Linked DNA regions of Mus musculus: region 2 is linked to region 1. The links are chromatin contacts, called in public HiChIP or PLAC-seq maps. All regions are on one chromosome and are shown on one strand. The core of a region is the stretch at or near the end of the contact, and the rest is flanking DNA. Distances in the headings are between cores, read along the strand shown. Region 1 overlaps Dlgap3 (DLG associated protein 3). Region 2 holds the start of Gja4 (gap junction protein, alpha 4).

What was found. HiChIP or PLAC-seq counts read pairs in DNA pulled down with a chosen protein or histone mark.
Region 2: a contact with region 1 is called in an H3K27ac HiChIP or PLAC-seq map of embryonic stem cells, with 5 read pairs. The contact joins the promoter of Gja4 here to the enhancer-like site in region 1. A contact is called at or near these places in 1 of 39 promoter capture datasets (embryonic stem cells), 1 of 484 Hi-C or Micro-C datasets (embryonic stem cells), 4 of 115 datasets of contacts at active chromatin or transcription factors (embryonic stem cells and stem cell-derived neural progenitor cells) and 4 of 9 other capture datasets (adipose tissue, embryonic stem cells, liver and 1 more).

Annotation. Positions count from the first base shown.
Region 1 is chr4:127,189,743-127,194,974 of GRCm38.p6, forward strand. Dlgap3 (DLG associated protein 3) reads left to right here. Exons shown (of 12, transcript NM_198618.5): 2 at 3,333-3,415; 3 at 4,820-5,232. The coding sequence starts at 4,871. Among named protein-coding and RNA genes, the nearest start is that of Dlgap3, 23 kb to the left of the region's middle. Within about 2 kb of position 1,354, at least 4 of the 459 cell types and tissues checked have an H3K27ac peak or open chromatin away from gene starts, as enhancers often do. A contact at or near this core is called in embryonic stem cells, where this site is marked.
Region 2 is chr4:127,310,457-127,315,766 of GRCm38.p6, forward strand. Gja4 (gap junction protein, alpha 4) reads right to left here and starts at 3,583. Exons shown (of 2, transcript NM_008120.3): 1 at 3,464-3,583; 2 at 964-2,529. The coding sequence starts at 2,512. The coding sequence ends at 1,511.

The sequences.
Region 1 (5,232 bases), core at 104-2,603:
ACGAGTTCATAATTAAACCTTTCCTTTAAAACCGGGTGTAGTGACAAACAAATGCAGTCCTAGCACTCTGGAGGTGGAGGCAGGAGGATCAGAAATTCAAGGTCATTTTTGGCTGTGTAAGGAATTCAGAGCTGGCTTGGGCTACATGAGAGCAATTTTTTTGTTTTGTCTTGTTTTTCGAATTCAGGAATAGAATATCTCCCTCCTTCAGTAACTTGTATTTAGTTATATTGTTTGCTGTTTGTATGTTGAAGATCCTAGGCACCCAAATAAAGGCTTCTGGTGGATTTGCTTGAACACCTGTAATCCCAACACTCAAGCGGCGGGGGGGAGGAAGCCTTCAGTTGGGCTGCATAGGGAGATCCTTCCTCAACTTAAAGAAAAAAAGAAAAAAGTATGGACTGGAGCGATGGTTCAGTGGTGAAGAACCAGTAGTGCTCTTGCTGGGCACTTCTGAGTACTCAAACCTCAGAAGACTCAGAGGCCTCTGGTCTCTGTGGCCGGCAATACTCACATCCAAATACCCCACATAGACACACAATCTGTATATAATCGAAAATAACACATCTTTTAAAAATAATAATAAAATGCCCCCAAATAACGGTGTGATGTTAGAGATTACATTGTGTAATCTTTGGGAATTTTAAACATTTTTTTTTTGGTTTGTCTTTTGAGATTGAGTTTCCCTGTGTAGCCCTGACTGTCCTGGAACTCACTCTGTAGACCAGGCTGGCTTTGAACTCAGAGATCTGTCTGCTTCTGCCTCCCAAGTGCTGGGATTTAATGGGTGCACCACCACCACAACCACACGGTGGGATTGTAAGCTTCAAATTTAATTTTATTATTTGCTTAAGTGTGAATGCTTTCCTGGGGGTGTGCACGCATGTCATGAGGCATAGGGGGGGGGTCAAAGGTCAACCTTTGGGACTCTCTTCTCTCCTCCTCCTTGGTGGGCTTTGGGGAGCCAACTCAGATTGTCAGGCTTGGCTGCAAGCGCTTCCCCTGCCCACCACTGAGCCATCTCCTTGGCCTCTACTTCCTAGGGTTTTAAAATGGTTTCATAGGTATTGTGTCATTTCTGTTCACTAATGTCCTGGATGGTATGTGGACAGGTATATTAAACTTGGAAGATCACCCCATTTGTCTGACACCATAGACCTGGTTTTGGGACAGTGTTTTGTTCTTAGACAGTTCTTCCTGTAGGGAATGGGTGCTAGTGGTCTATCTGACGAGCTCCCGTCTGAGACCAAAGCTAAGGGAACATGGATTGGTGAGAACGAGAGAGAATCAAGTTTAATCAGAGCTTGATGATGAGCTGGGTGGGGCGGTTCACACCTATAAACCCAGTACTTGGGAAGTGGATACAGAAAGGTCAGGAGTTCAAGGTCACCCTGGGTTATAGAAGGAGTCCTAGGCCAGCCTAGAAGTCAAGAAACCTTTCTCCAAAAGCAAAGCCAAGAGGGTGGGAGAGACAGACTCAGTACCTAAGAGCACTTGCTAGGATCTGGGTGTCTCCCAGCATCCGTGTTGTGGCTCATAACGATTTCCAGTTCCAAGTGATTGGACACCTTCCTCTGACCTCAGCAGGCACCAGGCACACATGTGATGCATGTACATGCATGATGGGAAAACACCGATACATAAAACGTACAAACACATACATCTTAAGAAGAAAGAAAAAAAAAAAAACAAAGCAAAACAAAACATTCCAATGGCAACTCAGCAGCTTGGTGGCAGCCGCTGTAGGAAGCCGGTGGCAGGAAACACCTTTAGACTGGGACATCCCTGTTAGGTAGTTCAGTATGAGGTTCCAGTTTGATATGTGCCCCTTTTGTCTGTGACTGTGTCACAGACAAAGCTCCGGGTTAATCAAAGCCTCGTCTCAGATGGGGGATGCTTCTGGGTGGTTTTCCACAGGAGCCCAAGCTTCTTGGTCTGAACTTCCCTCTCTCATCCTAGCAAAAGGACAATAAAGGAAAATTGCCATAGAGCCAGGCTCTTGGTATCAGTAATGTCACCCCAGTGTCTCTCTAGGCAAGATAACAAATAGCTCCTTTGGTCCGGGCCCTGGATCTGGGAGCAGTTTATATCTGAACCTTTCCTCTATAGACTCTTATGGACTTCTACCATCCTTTCCATTGTGTCACATTCCTCAGGGTCAGGAAGTTCTTCCTGATGTCTGACTGTGTCTCTTTCACTATTATTAATCATGCCCCCAAATCGAGCTCTTCCCTCTGACATCCCCGTCTCTAATAATGGCATCATTAGTCTTCCAGTCACGGCTACTGAAAACTTGAGAGTCATCTTCCTCTCTGACTCCCCATCTTCCAGTATTTGCCAAACCCTCACCAGCTTCTGGAACATTCCAAGCCCAACCCTCAGAATTTGGTATTTGCATTTTTTTTTGTCTGCCTTGTACCCACTGTTTTCTCCACTGGGAATTTATCCCACACCCAACCTTTGTCTACCCATATTGTACTTCAAATGCCCTCGTCTCTGGGAAGCCTTCCTTCTTTCTTCTCTACTGACTCTGCTCTAGCTGTTAATCCAAGCCAGACTAATATTTTGTCACCTCTCCTGCACAGCCACTTCCTCACCCACAGGGAACAGTGACTTAGGACTGGCTCAAGTCAGAGATGACTGGAACCTAATTTTTTTTTCACCTTACTGGAGACTGGTAGTAGGAGAGATGGAGACCAAAGCAAGCAATTTCTATCCAGTGTGCTTGCTGCTTCTTGTGGGGTACCTGGAGTGTCATAAAAGCCCAGTGAGAGGCGTAATCCAGAATAAAGAGTACAAGAAGTCTCCACGGGAAGTTGAGGCTTCTTAAGAGTAAGTGTTAGCCAGGAGGAGAGCTCGAGAGAAGAGAGGACCAAGGAGGAAGGAACAGCTTGCGCCAGAATATAAGGACCTGATAATTCTGTCCCTTGAGTTCCTCCTGTTAGACTACAGACCCTTCAAGGATAGGGGCCACACCCAAATGACCTCAGTACGCTTCTCCTTCAATCTGCCTTGCGGTGGGCACTCAACAAATGTCTGTGGAGCGCAGCCATATTTAAGGGCAATGAAAAAAAACGCTGTAGCTGAGCATCATGGACAGATCACACAGACACCTGCAGTTGGAGGTAGTCCAACCTATGAGCGAATTTGCATACATTTGCATAATGAAGCCAACTTCATTTCCCTGAGGGTCTGAAGCCTCTGCATCGTGGGGGATCCAACCAGTCCTGGTTTGGGGGGCTGGGAAAGAGAATCACCAGGGCAGAGATCTGTCCTGAGGACTCCGGGAGGAGTGCCCTTCCTTGGCTCACCCCCTCTTTCTTTCCTGTCAGGAGCCAGTGGTCCTGCGCCTGCTGAAGTTAGGATTCTGCCTGGTGGTGGGGATCCTGACATCAAGGATGGGACACCCCGGATGGTGAGTGTTAGAAGATTTGCGAGATGGGGGTTATACTTGGGTTCTTGAACCCAAATACTTGATGCACAGAGACTCACCCATTTACTGGCTTTTCCATCTCTCCATTTTGAGCTCCATTTTCTCACGGTAAGTGGGGATAATGTCTACACGACAGGATTTTCAGTCAGCTTAGAGACTAAGATGTGCACCATAGCCAGCACACCGCTAATGTGAGGAAAATAGTAGGAGATGAGTTTCCAGCAGGATCTGGAAGAGGCCAGAGACAGAATGGGTGCGGGGAAGCCATGTGGGGAGGAAAGGAGGTTGAGTCTTAGGAGGTACCGCTGTCTGGAGTCTTTGAGACTGTCATCTCCTAGTCAGCAGATGGCCCAGGAGCTGGTCTAGGGTGGGGGAGGGCTCCGTCTGCCAGATCCTCTGTCCCTGTCCCTCCTGCTGTCACCTCCTCCTGCCATAGCTCCTGTCCTGGCAGCTCCTGGAGTCCTGATTGGAGGCAACTCTTGCTGAGAGCTGACCTCTCTTGTCCTGTCGCCTCGGCAAGCCTGGGATGAGGGCCAGGGACACTGGTTCAACAATGGTTTCTCTACTGGCTTCCAGCCTTACCGGCCCACTGTTCCTGGGAGGAAGAACTCTCGGGTTCCACGTAGTCCAGTGGTCAAATGTTGCCTGGTCTAGCCAGCCTTCTCTGGAATCTTTTCTCCCTACCCTCCCTCCGTCCCCAGATGCCATCTCATGGAGAGTGTGGCAAAGGAAAATAGGCAAGGGGAGGGGGAAGGGACTCCAGTGGTTAGTATCTGGAAGCCAGCCAAGGTAGGAGAAGCCAACTCAGGTTTTCCTGCCTTTGGCATTCCCCGAGAGGGGCGAAGGGGAGGAGCCTGCAGTCAGAAGCAAGGAGGTAGACATGGAAGGAAGAGAGGTTTTATGGAGTGGCATGGAGATGTAGACCTGAAGTCAGTGTTCTCATCCTGGCGCCTGCGGCAGGGGGATGCGGGATAGGGTTGAGGTGGGGGAATGGCTGTGGATCAATTTGCTTCTGCTTAGCTTGTTAAAAGCCAGTTCACCTAATGACTGGTTTCTTTGAATATGTGGTGCGTCTGCTTGGGTCGCCTTTTGTTTTTGATAATCTAAAGATATTTAAAAGCCCATTTGGCTGAAAGCATTTCCTCTTGTGGATAAGTATTTATCAAATTTGCAACAGTGATGAATGATGGGATGATCCTGTGCCCTTGTGTCTTTGTCTATTATGACTGTTGTAAGGACTTTTCAGTCCATGTGTGGAAAGGTAGTATAATTAATCACAATAAATTGGTAGGCAATACCAACAGGGATGCCACGGTGCCTGGTGAAAGATGATTTTAGGTAGAGTGGCCTGTTGTTCAGTCCAAATCTCTTTTCTCTCTTTCTCAGGAGGTTCCTGGGGCCTGGCCCCCAACAATATGAAGAGCCTTTGCTGAGGCCATGAGGGGTTACCATGGCGACCGAGGCAGCCATCCCCGCCCAGCCCGCTTTGCTGACCAACAGCATATGGACGTGGGCCCAGCTGCCAGGGCCCCGTACCTGCTGGGCTCCAGGGAGGCCTTCTCCACCGAGCCCCGCTTCTGTGCTCCGAGAGCTGGCCTGGGACACCTTTCTCCAGAAGGACCCCTGAGCCTGAGTGAGGGTCCATCATCAGTAGGCCCTGAGGGAGGCCCAGGGGGGGTGGGGGCTGGGGGAGGCAGCAGTACCTTCCCCAGGATGTACCCCGGCCAGGGCCCCTTCGACACCTGTGAAGACTGTGTGGGCCACCCACAGGGCAAGGGTGCCACCCGACTGCCTCCCAC
Region 2 (5,310 bases), core at 2,333-4,832, 120 kb after region 1:
TGGGGGCAATATTTAAACTTAAGACCCGGGTATGAGCTTTCAATAGCTAAGTCCTCACGCACCAATGCTCTGACCCTTTTCAGTCATAGGCTCTTAGAGACTCCAGGGAGTACAAAGAAAGAGGACCATTGGCACTGCCATTGTCTAGGGTCCCCAGTGAGTTCTGGATACACAGACAGGAGCTAAGATGAAGGCCCCTGGGTTGCACCTTCTCATAGGCAGACTAGAAAACACACAAATTACCCTTAGCCCCCACCCCTTTTAGAAACCCTCAGGCTCTTTGACTTGGCCTCTGTTGCCTGCCTTTGGATCTCTTTCCCCTAGCTGGGCTGCCTGGTCTGGCCTCAGTGGGAGAGGATGTGCCAGGACAGGTTGGGGGTGGGGGGAGAAGTCCCCTTCTCCTCAGTGAAGGAGAAGAGAGAATGGATGAAAGGTATGGAAGGGAGGGACTGGGGAGGGCTGAAATTGAGATGTAAAATGAACACATAAATAATGAAAAAAAAATGGTTCTCAGGCACCCATGGTGAGGTGGGAAGGACACATGGGGCAAATTTTAGTTAGACTAGGACAGCCTTGGTGGCAGGTATGCTTGGGAGCAAATGTTTAGTCAGGAGGCACATTGCAGGGGACAGCAGGCTCGGGTACCAGATGGGCATGGGACAGGACAGGAAGAGACACTGCCTGTCTGGGCCGATTAATGAGCAGCTGATTAACAGGACACTGGAAAGGATGTGGGAATGGGATGAAAAGACCCTAGTACCCAGGGTGTTTTGCAAGGGAGAGTCATGGGGACTCGGTGCTGAGGGAAAGGATTTGAGTCTTGAGGCCTTACGGTGCTCTCTGGAGCTGGGCTGTAGAGGACTAGAAAGAAAGCAAGTCTGTGCAAAATAACTGCCTCGCCCCTCACCCCTGGCTCCCCCCACCCTGCCCCCCGCATCCATGACAACATCAGTGCACACCTGACTTATGATGGAGTCCTGTTTATTTGAGGATCATAAACAGTGGAACTAGAAGTGAGAAAAACAAGACATCAACCAGTTCCCCTGGCAAGGGCCAGCTCCGGCGCAGGCTGTGTCTGTCCAGGTGACGAGGCTGAGCCAGCAGCCTGCATCAGTGCTTTTTCCCAGGAGAAGTGGGGTGTGATGAAAACCCAGGGTTCAGTGACTCGTCTAATAGGGGAGGCTCGAAAGTCAACTTGGCGCTGGGTCCCTCAGCAACAGGTGAAAAGGATCGAGGGTTCACAGAACACTTAGTCAAGAGCACTCCCACCTGCTGTGACCCAGTCTGGGTAGTGTCACATTCTGGTAAGCAGCCAGTGTCCTCTGGTCATCACAAAGGCTCCAGGTATTCCAGAACCATCTGTGACCAGGTCCTCTGCCCAGCGAATGTCCACCTCCCTGGCCCAGTTGTCTCTGAGGTGCCTTTGAGGAGTGGACCGCCAGAGAGGCAGCCAAGGTACACGTGCGTGCTCCTCGGGGCAGCTCTGTTGAGTGACATTAGCCCCAGATCCCTACACATACTGCTTCTTGGATGCAGAGCTGTTGGGGCGGCTAGGGGACTTTCGGCCACCCTGGGGAGCTGTGTTTACAAATGGGGGAGGTCTGGAAGAGGTCAGTCTCTCCTCTGTGGTCAAGTTGGCCCAGTTCTGCTCAGTGGATGAGAGCCCGTTGTAGGTGGGACACGGTGGGGAAGAGGGTCCCTCGCCCATGGGGAGGTAGAAGAAAACCTGTTCAGGGTAAGGGTCTGAGGCACTGCCCTGGGCCGGGCGGGCGTCGTGGTCCCTTCGTGCCTTTATCTCCCGGCTGACACACCGACACAGCAGGTGAACCAGCTCCAGCAGGTTGAGCACCAGGGAGATGACTCCTACCACCAGCATGAAGATGATGAAGATAGTCTTCTCAGTGGGTCGAGAGACATAGCAGTCCACGATGTGGGGGCAGGGCGCACGCTGGCACACAAACACCGGCTCCATGGTCCAGCCATAGAGGCGCCACTGGCCATAGAGGAAGCCTGCCTCCAGCACACTCTTACACAGCACGCTGACCACATAGGTACCCATGAGCGCCCCACGAATCCGAAGACGACCGTCCTCTGCCACCGAGATCTTGGCCATCTGATGTTCGATGGCAGCCAGTGCCCGCTCTACATGTAGGTCCTTGGATGGCAGCGCCCGGAGCTCTCCCTCTTTCTGCCGCAACCGCTCTTCCCGCCGAGACAGGTAGATGACGTGGCCCAGGTAGATCAGGGTGGGTGTGCTGACGAAGAGGAACTGCAGCACCCAGTATCGGATGTGGGAGATGGGGAAGGCCTGGTCATAGCAGACGTTGGTGCAGCCCGGCTGGGCTGTGTTACACTCAAAATCAGACTGCTCGTCGCCCCACACCGACTCGCCAGCCAGCCCCAGGATGAGGATGCGGAAGATGAAGAGCACCGTTAACCAGATCTTGCCCACCACGGTCGAGTGTTCCTGGACCTGGTCTAGCAACTTCTCCAGGAAGCCCCAGTCGCCCATGTTTCCAGGGCCTCTCTCTGCAGGGAGACAAGGGTCAGAGGGCCATCAGCAGGGCAGCACAAAGCCTTTCTCAGCTCCCCCACTAGACATATGTCCATGGGATGTAAGCCCTTGGGAGGTCCGCCTGTGCTAGGGTCCCAATCTAACCACACATTGTGCTTTCTTTCACAGGCCAGTGCCCCAGGGTGACCACAACCCGAAGACATGTGGATTGAATAGAGGTTCCTATGGAAACAGAACAGTTGAGGAACTTATCCAAGGTCACACACAGTTGTGCCATGCCCTTCCTCCCTTTTGTTCAAGGCTGGCAACCCCCAAGAGAGCAGGGGTGGGGAGAGATGGTTATTAGGGGTCCCGTTCCCATCTTCCATGCCTCATTAAAAATGTTGAGGGCCTCATTTGAATCTTTGCACTTGCCGGTGGGGCTGGGAGTGAGGGAAGATGGGGTGAGGGACTCAGAAGCCCAGGGCATTTGGTCCACCTGTCTACCAAAAGGACCACCTGCGATTTTAGTGAATACACCTGAGCCTGTCCTAGCTCACTTCCCTCCAAAGCTGTTGCAGCCATTCTAGATAGAGCCTTGCAAGGAATGGCCATAGCTGGGTGAAGGTTCCAACGTTCCCAGAACATCTCATGGTGTGTGTGAAAACGTGGTGATGTGTGGTGTGGGTGCTGTTCCAGAAGTAAAGCAGGTACTACCAGACCTACATTCAAATACTGCTTTCTTCTCACCACCTGGGGATTTGGATTAGTAATCTTCCCGGCGCCCTCGGTCTCTCCTTAAGGGTTCATTGAAAAAAAAAGGGAAGGGAGCTAAACACAAGAGGCTGGTTAAAGGCAGGCTAGGTGAGTGCCGCTGGTGGCTTCAGTCGCGTCTGGCGCCCCGGGGGGCAAGCAAGCCTCAGCCCTCCCGCAGTGGAGTGAACCGTTTCCCCTGCCCCCCGAACTCACCGCCTGCTTGCCCGGCTGGCCCAGGTAGAGGGGACGACCGTGGCCGAAGCTGCGCCTGCGGGAATCCTGCAGGACCGCGCCTCCCGCAGGACGCCTTAAATAGCGCGCAGCTGCGGGTTTAGGGCAGGAAACGCCAGCCAGAGGGCTCTGGGGAGCAGGGAGGCGGGGCCTGGGAGGGACAGACTCCCAGGACCCGCCCAGATTGTGCTTCTTTGGTTGCGAGAGATGGAAGCTGTCTTGTTTCTCTGCTCTGACGCCCTCCGGTATCCCAGACTGCACTCCCCCCCCAGGTCCAGTGCCCTCCCTAGGTCCGCAGCAGGATGTGAAGGCGATTTTTTTTTTAAGCGAGAGGAGCTGGCAGATCTGGCACCTGGTCCGGAGGCTGTAAGGAGTGGGTGGGGTAAGAAGGGAGACTCATCCGTGTGCCCAGCTTCTGAGGCCACTGGACCCACATTGGAGAGGGGTGAGAATTCTCCCTTTCTAGAATCTGGTTGATCTAGGGGTCTCTACTTCACCAATCCTGGGCAGGCTATACCATCAAAAGTCACTTAGGAACGCTCTAGGGTCCTTTGATCTGAGAGTGGAAGTGGAGGGAAGCTCCTGTCCTTTAGCTGGGTTCCAGTCGATGCCTCTAAAAGAGAGGAAAGATCTTCCTGGGGAATTTGGAAGCAGGCAGAGCCCTGCTTCACTGTGAACGAAGAGTGTGGGATTAAGAATCCGCCTGCAGCTGGGAAAGCCACAATAAGCCTGCCAGGCCTGGTTTCCTACCCTCCTTACTAGATGCAGAAATTGAGCAGGGTAAGCCCCGTGGGTAACAGTAAAAGTGTAAAGGTGGGATCCAGGGCATCACGGGGTGTGGTTAGGGGTTGAGAAAGCCAGGCGGTGCAGAACAGCATCACTACCTTGGAGCCACCAGGTTTGGTTTCTTGTGCTAACGCCCAGAAGAGGCTGGGGGACCCAACCATGAGGCTTGTCAGAGCAACGAGGGTCAATCTTACCCTCCTCTGCCCTGACCCTACCGAATAGTGATGGAAGGATACCTGCTTCGGAGGGCCTGCCAAAGCCCCCAGTGTGCTGTATTGGTTCTAAAGGTTTGAGCGAGGACCTGAAGTCACTGAGATGTAAACCCTGAGCTTGGGAGGCTGAAGGAGGCAGAGCAAGAGTTTCAGGCCAACCTGGGATACATGGTGGGAACCTGTCTAAGCAAACAACCAACTCCACAAAACACAAATACACAGGCATGGTGGTACAGGCAGCCTGTAATCCTAGTTCTGTGGAAAGATGAGGCTGAGGAATTAAAATGTCAATGGTATGGGGCTGGGGTGTAAATATTGGTTGAGTGCTTGTTCAGTACTCACAGAGCCTTAGGTTCTAGCTAGCCCTGGTGGCACATAAACCAGGTGGCACATGCCTGGAACCTCACAGGAGGGGGGGGGAGGAGGAGGAGGAAGAGGCAAGAAGGTCAGAAGTTCAAGGCTGTCTTCTCCTTTGTGAGTTTGAGGTCAGCCTGTGGTACATGAGACATTGTCAGGGAGAGGAGAGGCAGGGGAAGAAGAGAAGGAGGAGGGAGGGAAGGAGGGAGGAAGGGAGGAGGGAGAGAGAGAGAGAGAGAGAAAGAGAGCGAGAGAGAGAGAGAGAGAGAGAGAGAGTTCAAGGACAGTCAGCAATTTAGCAAGACTCTTGCCTCAAAATGTTGAAAGAAAGAAATTTGGCGGTGTAGTTGAGCAGTTGAGCCCATGCCAGGCTTGTGCAGGCACAAGGTTTCTGTCTTTGTTGTCCCAAGTATGACCAACCTACCTACCATCCAACCAAGACCATCACAAGGCCTGACAGAAAGGATCTGCACT